3 separate regions of the Mus musculus genome follow, and all the other regions are linked to region 3. Evidence: chromatin contacts called from public HiChIP or PLAC-seq data. All regions are on one chromosome and are shown on one strand. Each heading gives the region's core, a stretch centred on a gene start, on an enhancer-like site or on the middle of the called end of the contact. The rest is flanking DNA. Distances are from core to core; before and after follow the strand shown. Region 1 overlaps 4933406J09Rik (RIKEN cDNA 4933406J09 gene). Region 2 overlaps 4933406J09Rik (RIKEN cDNA 4933406J09 gene). Region 3 has its middle 72 kb from the start of Gm46977.

Region 1 (4,621 bases), core at 592-3,091, 370 kb before region 3:
TGTGCATAGAGTTTTATTTGTGGGCACATGTTTTCAGAATTTCTTGGTTCATATTCTAAATGTAGGCTTGGCCTCTTAAGGGATCGGTGGACTGTTTTCCACAGTGGCCATAACCATTTCCATCCTATCAGCCATGGGTGAAGATTCTGATTTGTCCACATCCCCAAGCACTTGTCATGGTTATAGTCTATCTTTCTGATCATCTTCTTATAATGAATATAAAATGACATCAATTGTGCTTTTAATTTACAATTATCTGATGAGCAATGATAATGAACACTTTTGCATGAGTTTAGTGGCCATTTTAAAAGTCTTCTCTGGAGACAGTTTTTCAAAAAATTTTTTTTTGCCTATATTTTAATTGGGTTATTGCCTTATTGTTGAGTTGTAAGAATTCCTTAGGTATTCAAGATTTAAATCCCTTATGGCATACAATTTGCAGCTTTCTCCTGCTCTGTGAATTATCTATTTCTTGATATGGTATCCATGGAAGCACAAACATTTTTAGTTTTAGATTGGGCCATCAACTTTCCATCATGGAGAGAGGAGGAACAAGTGAGGCCCTATTGCTCCCTGAGGATCTAGAGACAGTGGTTTCTGGGGGAGGAAAATGAAGTTGCCTTCAGTGTTGTAGACACTGGTAAATTGTCCATGATCCTTTAAATAGCTCCTTACCTGTGCTCATGTGAGAAACCTTAACAGAAGTCATCATACACACACACACACACACACACACACACACACACACACACACTCACTCATGCATAGGGAAGGGGGGAGGAAGGTAGCTAGTTGGGAAGAGGAGGGGGTCAGGAGGAGTAGGAGGGGGAACATAGGGGTCAATGGGGGTGAATATGGTGAATATATACATGTGTGTGGATGTCATAATGAAACTCACCATTATATAAAACTATTCTCAGCTCATAAAAGTTTTAAAAATAAAGTTTCAAATTTTATGTGGATGAAGTTGTCTGTATTTTTCTTTTAGTCATTTTTTTGCCTGTGGATCATTTCTTTAATTTATTTATTGAATGTGCCTATGGTGTATGTGGGTGAGTGTGTACATACAGAGAGGCCAGAGGACTACTCTCCTCCGTATTTCCTTGAGACAGGATCTCTCATTGAACCTGGGGCTAGTCTAGCAGTAGGAAGCCTCAGCGATAATCCTCCTGTCTCTGCCCACTATAGTGCTGGGTTACATTGTACTCCTGGCCATGAGTGGCTTTTTATGTGGGTTCTGGGGATTTGAACTCAGTCCTCAAGTAAGTGGTCTTATGCAGTGAGCTGTCTCCCCAGGCTCTAGTTGGTGCCACTAATGAAAGCTTCTTAGGTGTTGGTTAACCCAGGGCAGAAGAGGTTTACTTCATCATTTTCCTCTAAAGGTTTTATAGCTTGTGCTCTTTTGTTCGGCTTCTGGTTTATAGAGTTAGTTTGTGTGCACTAAACTGTGTGAGGATAAAGTTGCTACTAACTGAGTTGTACCTTGCTCCCAAACTTTGTATGTTGAAACTGTAGTCAACCCTGGAGTGGCAGTGTCTGGAGATGGGGAGTCATTAGGGTGAGGCCCTATCAGATGAGATGAGAGACGGGGCTTTCTTTCTTCCTACACTCTTCCACGTGAGAACACAGGAAGAGGACCCTCATCAGAATCCACCTTCCTGACGTGAGACTCTCAGCCTCCTGAACTGCAAGGAAATAAATGTCAATTGCTTAAGCCCACAACTCTATGTTGTTTGGTTGGAGCCGTCCGAGCCAACCAACAGAGTCCAGCTCCCTTCCTTTGTATATCACATGTACCAGCAACATTTCTATGTTGCCCGGCCTAGCAGCGCTTGCTCAAAGTACTATTCTTACCCATTGAAATGTCTTGGCTCTCATCACTGTTAAAAACTAGCTCAGAACTGAGAATAGACTCTGTCCAACTCATCTGTGAACAGAGGAGTAACAGTGAAATAAATACCACTACTCTCCTCCCCAGTTTAATCAGCAGACCAGAACATTCTAGAAGTTTGAGCGTAGCTTTGCCCCTACTGGGCGTGAAGTGTTGATTCACCCATTCTTTGCAAGCAGCGGTAGTACCTCAATGTGTTCACCTTTATTTCTACTGGCAGGATTAATGGAGGAGTGCCAGGCACACAACGGGTGAGCCCTAGGGGAAGGGAGTCCTATTGTCCTGGGTTCAGCCTGGCACCAGTGTCAGGTGGGAAGGGGGAGAAAAGCTTGTGAAAGCACATGTGTAGAAGTAAGTGCTTGTTAGTAACAATTCCAGCTATAAATCTACGGATCTGCACAGAAATCTAAGCCTCAATCAAGAAAGAAAGGTTTCTCTATGCAGGTTCTTCTCCTCATAGCCCATGGCCAGGTTTAATTTCTGCTCCACACCAGCGCTGAAAGAGAGAGGGAAGGGGCGGGGAGGCAACAACAAAAACCCCTTTGCTCTAGGAAGCTCGCACAATGGCTTCATTGATTTAAGAGCAGTTAGTTCAACTTGCTCTACCTTGCTGCAAGGGGGAAAAAAAACAAAGCCTCCTAGGAAAGCAGGGCTTGTGGGAAAAGGTGTGACTCTTCCAAAGAGCCTTCCTTTGTCTCTGTGGATGGTCCTCCACAGAGCTTCGGTTGTGCATCCAGCAGGGTGCAGAGGTGAGAGTTGAGCCAGGCAAAGTTATCAATGCAGCCCATGGCTCGGAATGACCCAGAAAAAGCATCTCTAAGGAAAAAAAAAAGGTGAGACAGCAAGATGTCTGTGTGGCAGTGTGCCTCTATACCCTTCAGGTTCCAAGGATGCCACTGTCGCTCAGAGACAGGGAGAAGAAACCATCCCTCCTGTCTATTTCTTCTCTTTGGACTGGCCAAGAGCCAGAACCAGATAGGCAGATGCTAGTATAATAGGGTGCCTGTTACTAGGTATCCCAAGAGAGGGGAGCCCCAAAGTGGGCCTTCCGTTTACATGTCCAGAGCCCATATAAAATTTTCACACATTTTCCCCAGTGCCTGAGTGAAGTAGACATGTTTCAGGTTTTCAGATGTGACCCTGCATCATCACCTGTAAAGAGACATCCAGGAGAACTGCAGTGGGGGGAGCAGAAGTACACACTGGTGGAGTCCATTGGATAATTCTGAGGATGTGTGTCTGTCTGTGGCTTAGCACTTAGCCTGGTAAACATCAATGAATGTGAGCTTATTGAAAAAGTCACTGAGTACCTACTGTGTGCCAGTACCACACAGTACCACTCCCAACATCCACTCTTAGGGTCAATGTCCAAGGTCCTAAACTTCATGAGTAATGTAAGGATTCCAATTCAAGTTGCTTTCTGTTGTGCTTTATTTATATTTAAGGAATTGATAAAGTTAGTGAAGATGAATGCTACTCTTTTTATGAATTGCTTTGTAGTAGTCAGTGTGGGGTCAAGACTAGGAAGTTTGGGACCAAAAGAGAGGTGTTCAGCTCCTGTGTCTGAGCCTTGTGAACTGTGACCTTCAGCAAGGCAGTCAGCTTTTCTGTGTCCTACAAAGGCCTGTGATAGTGATGGTAGCTCTTTTACTGGGTTATAAATTTTTACAAGTTATGAATTAGTCAATGTAATGTGCTGGTTGATTTTTTTCTTCTTTCTTCTTTCTTTTTCTTTTTCTTTTTCTTTTCTTTTTTCTTTTCTTTCTTTTTTTTTTTTTTGTCAACCTGACACAAGCTAAAGTCATCTGAGAGGAGGGAACCTAAATTAAGAAAATGCCTCCATAAGGTTGGGTGGTAGGCAGGTCTGTAGGGCCTTTTTAAAATTAGTGATTGATGAGGGAGGGCTCATCCCATTGTGGATGGTGCCGTCCTTTGGTTAGTGGTCCTAGTTTCTATAAGAAAGCAGGCTGAACAGGCCACAAGGAGCACGCTAGCTAACAGCATTCCTCCATGATCTCTCCATCAGCTGCTGCCTGCAGGTTCTTAGCCTGTGTGAGTTCCTGTTCTGTCTTCCTCCAGTGATACACAGTGTTGTGGAAGTGTAAGCCAAATAAACCCTTTCTTCCCCAACCTATTTTTGGTCATGATGTTTTTTTTTTTTTGTTTTTTTGTTTTTTTTCAGCACACAAGAGATTTATTTGCCCAATGAGACAAAAAGCAGAGAATACGAGACAAAGACAGGAGATAGAGGACAAAGGAGAAGAGGAAGGGAACAAGGGAGTGGGGAGAAGGGATATTTGTCCTGAGGGACAAAGGACTGCCTCTGGATAGAGAAGATAGACCTGGCCTGGAGACAATGCACAGTTTATAAAGGAAAAGAGAGAAACCCCAGGTTAGGATGAGGCATTTAATTTTTTTTTTTTTATAGGAAAAGTATTTTTTATTTTAAACTTGTACCTGGAAATTTTCTTTCTTTTTTTTTTTTTTTTGCTTTCCATTTTTTATTAGGTATTTAGCTCATTTACATTTCCAATGCTATACCAAAAGTCCCCCATACCCACCCACCCCCACTCCCCTACCCGCCCACTCCCCCTTTTTGGCCCTGGCGTTCCCCTGTTCTGGGGCATATAAAGTTTGTGTGTCCAATGGGCCTCTCTTTCCAGTGATGGCCGACTAGGCCATCTTTTGATACATATGCAGCTAGAGTCAAGAGCTCCGGGGTACTGGTTA
Region 2 (4,762 bases), core at 1,583-4,082, 390 kb before region 3:
CAGATGCTTGCAGATGATTGCATGAACCAATGCTCTCTCCCGTGCTCTCTCCTGCTCGCTTTCTCTCTCTCTCTCCCCCTCTCACTAGATGATGCATTTTACCATATTATCATAAGAAAGAAAGCCCTCACAGATGTGGGTTCCCCTGCCCTAGACTCTCAGCTTCCAGAATCAAGAGCCAAATAAACTTCTTTGTTCATAATTGGCCAGTGTGTACTGTTCTGTTAAACCACCAGGAAACTAAGACACCATTCCTCCTACAGGATCTTTCTGGTTCCTCTTACTCTAATTTCATTCTCTTTGCTTACATGAGCTACTACTGTCACTCAGTTGGACCAAACAACTGTAGAGCTGATAGAGATGGGAAGCCTTGCTGTCTCATGGCTTTCCCTGAGACGCCAGCATCTGCCATGTGCCTGTGCCAGGATTACAGCCCATAGTGAGAGTGGCCTCACAGCTGCCACAACAGGGGGACTCGGCTACTAGACCCTAAGTAAGAGATAATTAATCAAGAGGAGCTCTGGTCGGAGGCTGCCTCCCTCATCTTCCTGTGGGAAAAAAAGTCTTTAATAGTGGTCAAGACCCTTCTAAAAGTATGACATCCTGCAGGTGAATAATGATATTATATTTGTCCCTTTCTCAGGGATAGGGAGCAAAAATCATTTTTCTCTGATTTTTCAGAAATTACCAAATCAAATGGCCTAAAGTTTTCCTATTATCCCACAAGAAGTGTGAACACTGCCAGGCTCCCGGTTGTTAAAGTCATCATCAGACACATTGTGGCTCCTGTGTCTTCATCAGGGACTGGAAGGAAATAGAAAGCTGAGAGCTCTGATGGTTTGGGCATGGGCACATGTTAAAATGGGGACATCTGATGAGCTAAATACTGTTGTGTGTCTGAGAGGCCAGGAAGTCCCTGAGCCAGTATGCCTCCCTGTGCTTCAATAGCACACACAAAGCTGCCTCCAGAAATCTCACTCTGGAGGAGAGGAGAAGGAAGATTTAACTTGGTTTTCAACCAACCTTTGGGAAAGCCAGACCTTCCTATGTATGCATTCTGAGTTTCTCCTTGACAGGAAAGTGGCCCAGAGCCTAGATCTGGTGGCCCCGGGGCTTATAGGTACAATTTAAATGTAACTGGCATTGTCTCCACATCTGTTACAGAGGTCTGTTTGGGGAATGAATGAGAGAGAGAGAGAGAGAGAGAGAGAGAGAGAGAGAGAGAGAGAGAGAGAGAGAGAGAATGCATATCTTGATAATGGCCTTAATTCATTTGAGGATATCTGAAGCCCCATCTGTCAACACTTAGACACCAAGGATGAAATTTCCAACACAGCCAAATGTGATGGTGCATACTCATAATGCCAGCACTGGAGAGGCTGCACCGGAGGGTGGAGAATTTGAGGTCATCTGGACTTCAAACCAGTTCTAGACCAGCCTGGGCTGTATAGTGAGACCTTGTCTCAGAAAACAAAAGTTTCAAGCTTGAATTTTGGAGGGGAACATCAAGGCAAAGCAAGTGGGTCTCAAGCCACCATCCAGTATTCCCTTTTGGGGACGTTCTCTTGTCCTTGCCAAGTCTGATCTACAGAGTTGGCCTTCTTCTCACCCCCTATATAAAGAGCTTTAGACAATTAATGACCACTGAGAGGGAGAATGAGTCTGCTCTTGAGACGAGTCCCCGAGAAGTAATCCAGTCCCAGGCAGTCATCCCTAAACACTTGTACATCGGAGCTGAATGGACTCAGCAGGTTGTATTCATTAATTTACATGCAACAATAGTAATTGCAGAGTAAGAGAGTACACACATTTGAGAAGACTGAAGGGGACATAGAAAGAGTCAGGTGGAGGAGAATGGGGGGTAATGTAAACATAGTACTAATCTATAAAAAGAAATAACAAAATTATAAGTATTAGTTAAAAATAAATTACAATAGTGTACGTTTAAAAATCCTTCTTAGAGTTTTTGGATAAAATGATGGCCCAGCTTGATTTCCACAGACATGCTCTGTCTGGATAGGCTCAGGAGGGCATGACCACACTGTAACAATCTCAAAGAAATGAAAATGTAAAAATATTCATTTATCAAAGCATCGGGCTATCTGAAGTATTTATTGGCCATAATTTTCCAAGCAGAGAATGAAGTCAGCCAGCTTCCTGGAAGAAGTCGGAATTTTGAGTCTGCCAATCCAGAGGGAAGAGAATACACAGGGAATAAATGTCTCCAGTTTAAGAAGCTCTTAAGAGCCTACATTTCTAGATTAGCAATGTGGAGGCTGGAGAGATGACTCAGTGGCTACGAACGCTAGCTGCTCTTTCAGAGGATCTGAGTTTGATTCCCAGCACCCATGTCTCACACCTTCCTACAGCTCTAGCTTTGGGGGAATCCAATACCCTCTTCTGACCACAAGGATGGACACTCACATACACATAATTAAAAAAAAATGTAAATCTCTAGAAAAAATAATGTAAATCTGCAGAAACATGAAAAAGAAAGGGAAAAAATTAAGCGTCTTTCTCATCATTTCTGTCTCTCTGTCTTTGGTCTCTAAAGGACACAGATGACAATCATGTGTTCTCTGTCTCTTTGTGCCTTTCCTCAAGCTATCCAGAACATTTTATCTGATGTTTTTTAAGTTAAGGTGACACTAAGTGGTTTGAGTGAGAATGTCCCATACTGGCTCAGGTACTTGAGGAGCCATGGCCTTGCTTCAGTTCAGTGTGATCTTAAGCTTTGTGTTTGCAGCAGCTGAAGAAGTGACCTCTCTGCTCTCTGATCCTGCTGTCATACTCCCCTCCCATGATAGACTCTTTCCAAAACAGAGGTTAGCGACTGATGCCTGCTCTGTTTAGGAATGCTCTTCTGCCAGATTCCTCTCGACAGAGGAATGGATACAGAAAATGTGGTACATGTACACAATGGAGTACTACTCAGCTATTAAAAACAGTGAATTTATGAAATTCTTAGGCAAATGGATGAAACTAGAATGTTGTGGATAGTTTTGGGGCTAATTATGTTTGATGTTTATTCCTCCTGTGAGGGGTCACAAACAAGGAATGAGTCAGCGCTCAGGTGATTTCCTGTAAACCTGCTTCCCACCTTAATTTGTAAAATAAAGGAGAGCTGATGACTGGGCAGATGAAGGGAAGGAGGGGCAGAAGGGGGAGAAGGAGAAGAAGGAGAAAATGGGAGATAGAGAGGACGCAGAGGAGAGGAAGAAGAAGAAAAGCAGAGCAGAAGCACGTGGCCTGGAGATACGGCAAGTTCTAAGGGGTCTCATAGACGTGGAAGATGGTATGTAGTGGTAGATCTGCTGGACCTAGGTGCACAGCATGTATTCATATTAACTGAGTCGTTTTCATTGCTGGGGCTTATTTGGGTTGGAGATTTACCGAAACACAAGAAAATAGCATCCAGAGTGAGGTAACCCAATCACAAAAGAACACACATGATATGCACTCACTGATTAGGGGATATTAGCCCAGACTACCCAAGATACAGTTCACAAACCACATGAAACTTGAGAAGAAGGAAGACCAAAGTGTGGACACTTCAATCCTTCTTGTAAGGGGGAACAAAATACACATGGAAGGAGTTACAGAGACAAAAGTGTGGAGCAGAGACTGAAGGAATGACCATCCAGAGACAGCCCTACCTGGAGATCCATCTTATATACAATCACCAAACCCAGACACTTATTGTGGATGCTAACAAGTGCTTGCTGACAGGAGCCTGATATAGCTGTCTCCTGAGAGGCTCTGCCAGTGCCTGACAAATACAGAAGTGGATGTTCACAGCCATCCATTAGATTGAGCACAGGCTCTCCAAAGGAGGATCTAGAGAAAGGACACAAGGAGCTGAAGGGGTTTGCAGCCCTCCTAGGAGGAACAACAATATGAACTATCCAGTACCCCCAGAGCTTCCAGGGACGAAATCACCAATCAAAGAGTACACATGATTGGACTCATGGCTCCAGCTGCATATGCAGCAGAGGATGGCCTAGTCGGTCATCAATGGGAGGAGAGGCCATTGGTTCTGTAAAGGTTCTATGCCCCAGTGTAGGGGAATGCCAGGGCCAGGAAGCAGAAGTGGGTGGGTTGGTGAGCAGCGGCGTGGGGGGTGGAATAGGGGGTTTTCAGAGGGTAAACCCGGAAAGGGGATAACATTTGAAATGCAAATAAAGAAAATATCTAATTAAAAAACAACAAAGGAATGCCTGTTCTGTTGGGCACCTGAGAGTGCAGGCTTCTCACCCTCACCAGCACAGTCAGGCTATTTACTTGCTTTGGTTGGGTTTGTCTTGTTTTGCTTTGAGTAACTCTCACTATGTAGCCCAGGATGGCTTTGAACTCACCCCCTTCCGCCACACCCTTCCAAGTGCTGAGACTATAAGCAGAGGCTACCGCACTAGCACTAACGGAAACAGGTATATATTATTCACATTTAGGAGGGTCTCACTTTGAAGCCCTGGCTGCCCTGGAACTTGCTAGGTTAGTCTCAGACATGTAGAGATCTGCCTGCCTCTGCCTCCCATGTGCTGGATTAAAGTCATATGCCACCAACCCTGGCCCAGACTTCCCATTAGAGAAAAGTCTTTTTTATTTGCCTCTATGAAGGGGTGAGAAAAATGACGTGTCTTTGAGTCGGCTTTGGGTGAGTGAGTATCTTTTCACGTCTTTGTAGGCCATTTGAAGTCTCTCTTCAGTGACCTGCCTTTCCTGTTGAGTGGGATTATCAGTCACAGTGTGTTACCGAGGTATC
Region 3 (4,543 bases), core at 1,215-3,714:
CTCCCATGTTCATGGATCAGTATTATTAACATAGTAGACATAGCCATTTTACCAAAAGCAATATACAGACTCAGTGCAATTTCCATAAAAATTCCAACACAATTACTTATAGATCTTGAAAGAACAATTCTCAACTTTGTATGAGAAACAAAAACAAAAACAAAAACAAAAACAAAGAGAAAGCATCTTCAACAAATGGTGCTAGTCTAACTGGATGTCTACATGTAGAAGAATGCAAATATATCCATATTTACCACCCTGCACAAAACTCTAGTGCAAGCAGATCAAAGACCTCACATAAAACCCAATACACCAAATCTAATAGAATAGAAAGTGGAGAACAGGCGTGAATGCATTTGAACTGGAGACATCTTCCTGAATAGAGCACCAATGTGCTCTATTCTCAGGCACTAACTAAGAAAAGATAGCATTTTAAGGGTGAGTAGAGTTGTGTCTGTGATAGGAGGGAGATAAGGTAGAAAGGAGAGCAAATGCCAAGCTATGGGGTGTTTGAAGCCCCATGAGTTTATTCCTGGCGTCCTGGGGAGCCACTGAGGCTCCCAAAGAGAAGGTTGCTGACACATCTAGTTTGAGTTTAACAGTTCTTTGATAGAAATTAGGAGATATTTAGAAAACATGGAACTGGAGTTTGGGAATATAGTGAGGAAATGCTACTGTAACATAGAGGCTGGTGCTAGCTAAAGGCACCAGGATATATATGGAAGGAAGTTTAGGAGTGGAACAACTTGGTAACGAAAAGAAAAAAATGTTTAGGGCAGGGTTTTTCAATTTTTCATTTATTTATTTTTGGGGCGAGCACATGTGGGGGTCAGAGGACAACTTGAAGATGCAGGTTTTCTCCTTCTACTAGGTAGGTAGGTCTAGAGGATTGAACTCAGGTGATCAGTCTTGGCAGCAAGCCCCCTTACCTGCTGAGACATCTTACCAGTCTGGAAGTAGGCCTGTTAAACAGTGGGTATCCAGCTTGATTCAGCTGAAAGGAAAAAAGAGAACTCTAGTTTACAAAATCAGTGCACAGTTTGTTTTTTTTTTCTTGTTGCTCTAACAAAATGCCTTTCAAAAGCAACTCAATGAAGAAAGAGGTTAGTTTCGCTCAGAGTTTGAAAGTACAGGCTATTAGAGCAGAGAAGGCATGGTGGTAAGAGAGCCAAGCAGCCATTGCACCTAGAGCCAGGAAGTAGAGATGAATGCTGGTGTCCAGTGGCTTCTTTCCTTTGTATTCAGCCTGGGTCTCAGCCTATGGGATGCTGCTGCCCTCATTCAAGGTGAACCTAAGGAAGCTACGTGGCAAGTCCAGGTATCAGTGTTTCCAAGACATCTTATCAGCATGGATGGATTTGACAAATCTAAGGAATCAAAAAAGATCTGGCGTTAACTAGTTTATAACCTTGGGTAGGTATGAGATTACCTACATCGAACAAGCAAATGAAAGCACAGGGCTTCAGCCAGGTATGGAGGACTGTCAACCTTCAGGATAAAAACTTTTAAAATTAAATTTAGTGGCTGGAGAGATGGCTTAGTGGTTAGGAGCACGTGCTGCTCTTCCAGAGGACCTGAGTTCAATTCCCAGTAATCACATGAGGTGGTTCACAGCTACCGGTAACTCCAGCTTCAGGAGAGTCCAACTCCTCTGACCTCTGTGGGGCAACTGTTCTCACAGCAACCAACCTACCTACCTACACACACACACACACACACACACACACACACACACACACACACACACACACAGACACACACACACACACACAGACACAATTTAAAATAATAATCTTACTATTGGTAGTGGTATCATTATTATTGTGTTGCTATTTAATCAGTGTGCATGCAGGTACATGTGTACCATGGTGCATGTGTGTAGGTCAGAGAGCAACTTTTGGGAGTTGGTTCTTTCCTTTTGTCATGGATTCCTAGGATTGAACTCAGAATGTCAGGTTTGCACGGCAAATCTTTTTAAGAGCTAAGCTACCTCATTGGCCTAGGGCAATCATTTAAAAAATACAGTTCCCTCTTGGGGGCTGGAGAAATGATACAGTCTATAAGAGTACATCCTGGGCTTGCAGAGGACCTGTTCCCACATCTGGTGGCTCATGGGTTACAACTGTAACTCCAGTTTCAGGGGATCTGATACCCTCTTCTGACCTCCATGGAACCTGAATACATGTGATATATATCTAGGTAATTGGACATACATAATACATACATGCATAATATACTTAAATAAAAATAAATAGTTCTTCTTCTTTTTTTTTTTTAAAGAAACTGATGTTAAAGATATAGTGGTCCTCCAGCATTAGGGAGGCTAATGATAAATTTGAAATTTGTTGGAATGTTTGGTCAGGGAGTTGCCTTCCTTCAGTACACAGTTAAGTGTAGTCACAGTATGGTTAGCATGCTGGAGTTGAACAGGGTGAGAACAGGAGTTCCTCAGATAAGCATGACAATGAAGGGTGTCACCAGCTCTAGAGGATGCTAATTTCTTTGATTCTGGTCCCATTCTTATGAGCTCCCATGATCTCGGCTCCTATTCTTCTCCTGAGAATGTGGCTCTGATTCAAGTACGATTGTTCGCCGAGATACGTCTTGATAGTTTCTACATATGCAGTAAATATTTATTGAGCCCTTAATATATGTCAGACATTGGGTGTGGTGCTGGAAATAAGACAACGCTGCTGCCCTCAAAGAACCCATATTCTACACAAATTGCCACTCGTGCATCAACTGAGCATTGCCAACTGTTGTTATTTCATTAGCAGAGACCTTGCCAGGCGTGAGTAGGAAGAGTTGACCCCCTCTCATTCTGACAAGTCAAACAGAAGGCTTGTATGTGGCATTCTGTGTGCTCGGATAAGCAAGGCATGAGGACTCTGACCATCTCAAACACAATAAAAAGTCATTAGTGCAACCCAGGGCCTCACTAACATCCTGGCTCATTTTGTCTCTTCTTTTTTTTTTATCATCTTAATTATTATTAAGTAAAGAGTATAAGCAAGCAAACAAACAAACACGTACTATTATACTAGAACTTTTTCCAGGAGAACCGGTCAAATGAGCTGTTTCGTGTTTGTTTGAGAGGAGTCACGCACGCTAGCTGGCCTGAAACTGAGTACCAGGGTTGCCTCTCATGTCCTGGGATCAAAGGCCATCACTTCTGGCTGAAATAAACTGGTTTTAAATTTCAATCAGCTCAAACAATTAAAATTACCCAAAGATCAATTGTTTATTTCCAAATGCAAAATGCCTTCCTGGTGAATACTGACTTCTTTAAAACCCTGTATTTCAGCTGTTACTGTAACTATGGTCAGTCTTCAATTCTCTTTTTAAATTAGCATGCGTGTGTGTTGTCAGTGTTATCTGAATCTAATAAACTTCTGAAAGTCTCTAAAATAGAAAGACTTTAACCAATCTTCACTGAAATCAGCCCGAAATATATGCTCCTTCGGGGAATTATAAATTCAAGGGCAGCCTGGGAAACGGAAAACCTTGTCTCAAAATAAAAGTGAAAACTTTTTTGTTTGTTTGTTTTTGAGGACTGGAGATAAAGGTCAGAGGTAGAACACTGGCCCAGTGTGTAAGGCCCTAAATTCAGTTCTCGGTACTGCAACACAAAACGAACAAGTCAAATTCAAAGCTAAATTGAGAGTTTATCTTTCTCCTGTCAGAACGGCAGTCAGTCCTTAAGAAAATAAGTAAGAAAAGTGCTGGTGAAGATGTTGAGAAGAGGAAGCCCTCATCCCCCGCCAGCGGGAATTTCTTTGACACTAGGTCAACCGCTGTTCTTTTGGAATAAAGCCAACTTGATCACCGTGAGTGATCTTGGGATGAGCTTCAGTTTGTCTTGCAAGTATTTTATTAAAACGAAATATATCTATGTTCATCAGGGAGTTAGCCTATGATTTTCTATTGGTTATTGTTGTGTGTGTTTGGTTCGTGTATTACTAATATCAGCTCCGTACAAGATGTATCTAGACACTGCTGGTGAAATTGTAATTAGGCCTGCTACTGTGGAAGTCAGAGCGGCAGTTTCTCAAAAAGCTAAAATTAGATACAGGATGACCCAGCTGTACCACGCACTCGTGACGTTTACCTGAAGAGCTCCATCACAGGGACACTTGCCCATCAATGCTCGCAACAGCCAAGTTCTAGAACCAATCTAGGGGTGTATCAACAGAGGAATGGATAAAGAATGTGATATACATATATAAAATAAATTATTATACATATAATTTATATGTAATAAATATATTTCAAATTCATATAGATGAATTTGAAAAAAATTATGTTTGCTAGTGCCTGCATGGATGTGTGCACATACACATGTGAGTGACTTTAACCTAAGACCTCCTGAAAATATTGGGTCCCTGGAGCTGTAGTGGGTTTTGTTTTGTTTTGTTTTTCAGCCACAGAAAGGAACGGAGTTATGTTCTTTAGAGCAAAATAGATGCAAGGAGAGATGACCATAATAAGTGAATTAAATCAATTCTAGAAAAAACAAATATCACTTCTTCTCATTTGTCCTTCC

Evidence for each region. HiChIP or PLAC-seq counts read pairs in DNA pulled down with a chosen protein or histone mark.
Region 1: an H3K27ac HiChIP or PLAC-seq map of embryonic stem cells shows a contact between it and region 3, with 7 read pairs. The contact joins two enhancer-like sites. A contact is called at or near these places in 2 of 15 datasets of contacts at CTCF or cohesin (the NIH/3T3 cell line and large pre-B cells), 17 of 484 Hi-C or Micro-C datasets (the AML12 cell line, ECoMG myeloid progenitors, the G1E-ER4 cell line and 11 more) and 6 of 115 datasets of contacts at active chromatin or transcription factors (acute myeloid leukemia, bone marrow-derived macrophages and embryonic stem cells).
Region 2: a contact with region 3 is called in an H3K27ac HiChIP or PLAC-seq map of embryonic stem cells, with 6 times the contacts expected there. The contact joins two enhancer-like sites. A contact is called at or near these places in 2 of 15 datasets of contacts at CTCF or cohesin (CD8 T cells and pro-B cells), 1 of 484 Hi-C or Micro-C datasets (bone marrow-derived macrophages) and 10 of 115 datasets of contacts at active chromatin or transcription factors (DN3 thymocytes, T-cell acute lymphoblastic leukemia, Th17 cells and 4 more).

The regions. Positions count from the first base shown.
Region 1 is chr6:134,327,686-134,332,306 of GRCm38.p6, reverse strand. The region is part of intron 3 of 4933406J09Rik (RIKEN cDNA 4933406J09 gene); the gene reads left to right. Among named protein-coding and RNA genes, the nearest start is that of Bcl2l14, 66 kb to the left of the region's middle. Within about 2 kb of position 1,841, at least 19 of the 459 cell types and tissues checked have an H3K27ac peak or open chromatin away from gene starts, as enhancers often do. A contact at or near this core is called in embryonic stem cells, where this site is marked.
Region 2 is chr6:134,348,276-134,353,037 of GRCm38.p6, reverse strand. The region is part of intron 3 of 4933406J09Rik (RIKEN cDNA 4933406J09 gene); the gene reads left to right. Among named protein-coding and RNA genes, the nearest start is that of Bcl2l14, 46 kb to the left of the region's middle. Within about 2 kb of position 2,832, at least 5 of the 459 cell types and tissues checked have an H3K27ac peak or open chromatin away from gene starts, as enhancers often do. A contact at or near this core is called in embryonic stem cells, where this site is marked.
Region 3 is chr6:133,961,427-133,965,969 of GRCm38.p6, reverse strand. No RefSeq gene overlaps it. Among named protein-coding and RNA genes, the nearest start is that of Gm46977, 72 kb to the left of the region's middle. Within about 2 kb of position 2,464, at least 9 of the 459 cell types and tissues checked have an H3K27ac peak or open chromatin away from gene starts, as enhancers often do. A contact at or near this core is called in embryonic stem cells, where this site is marked.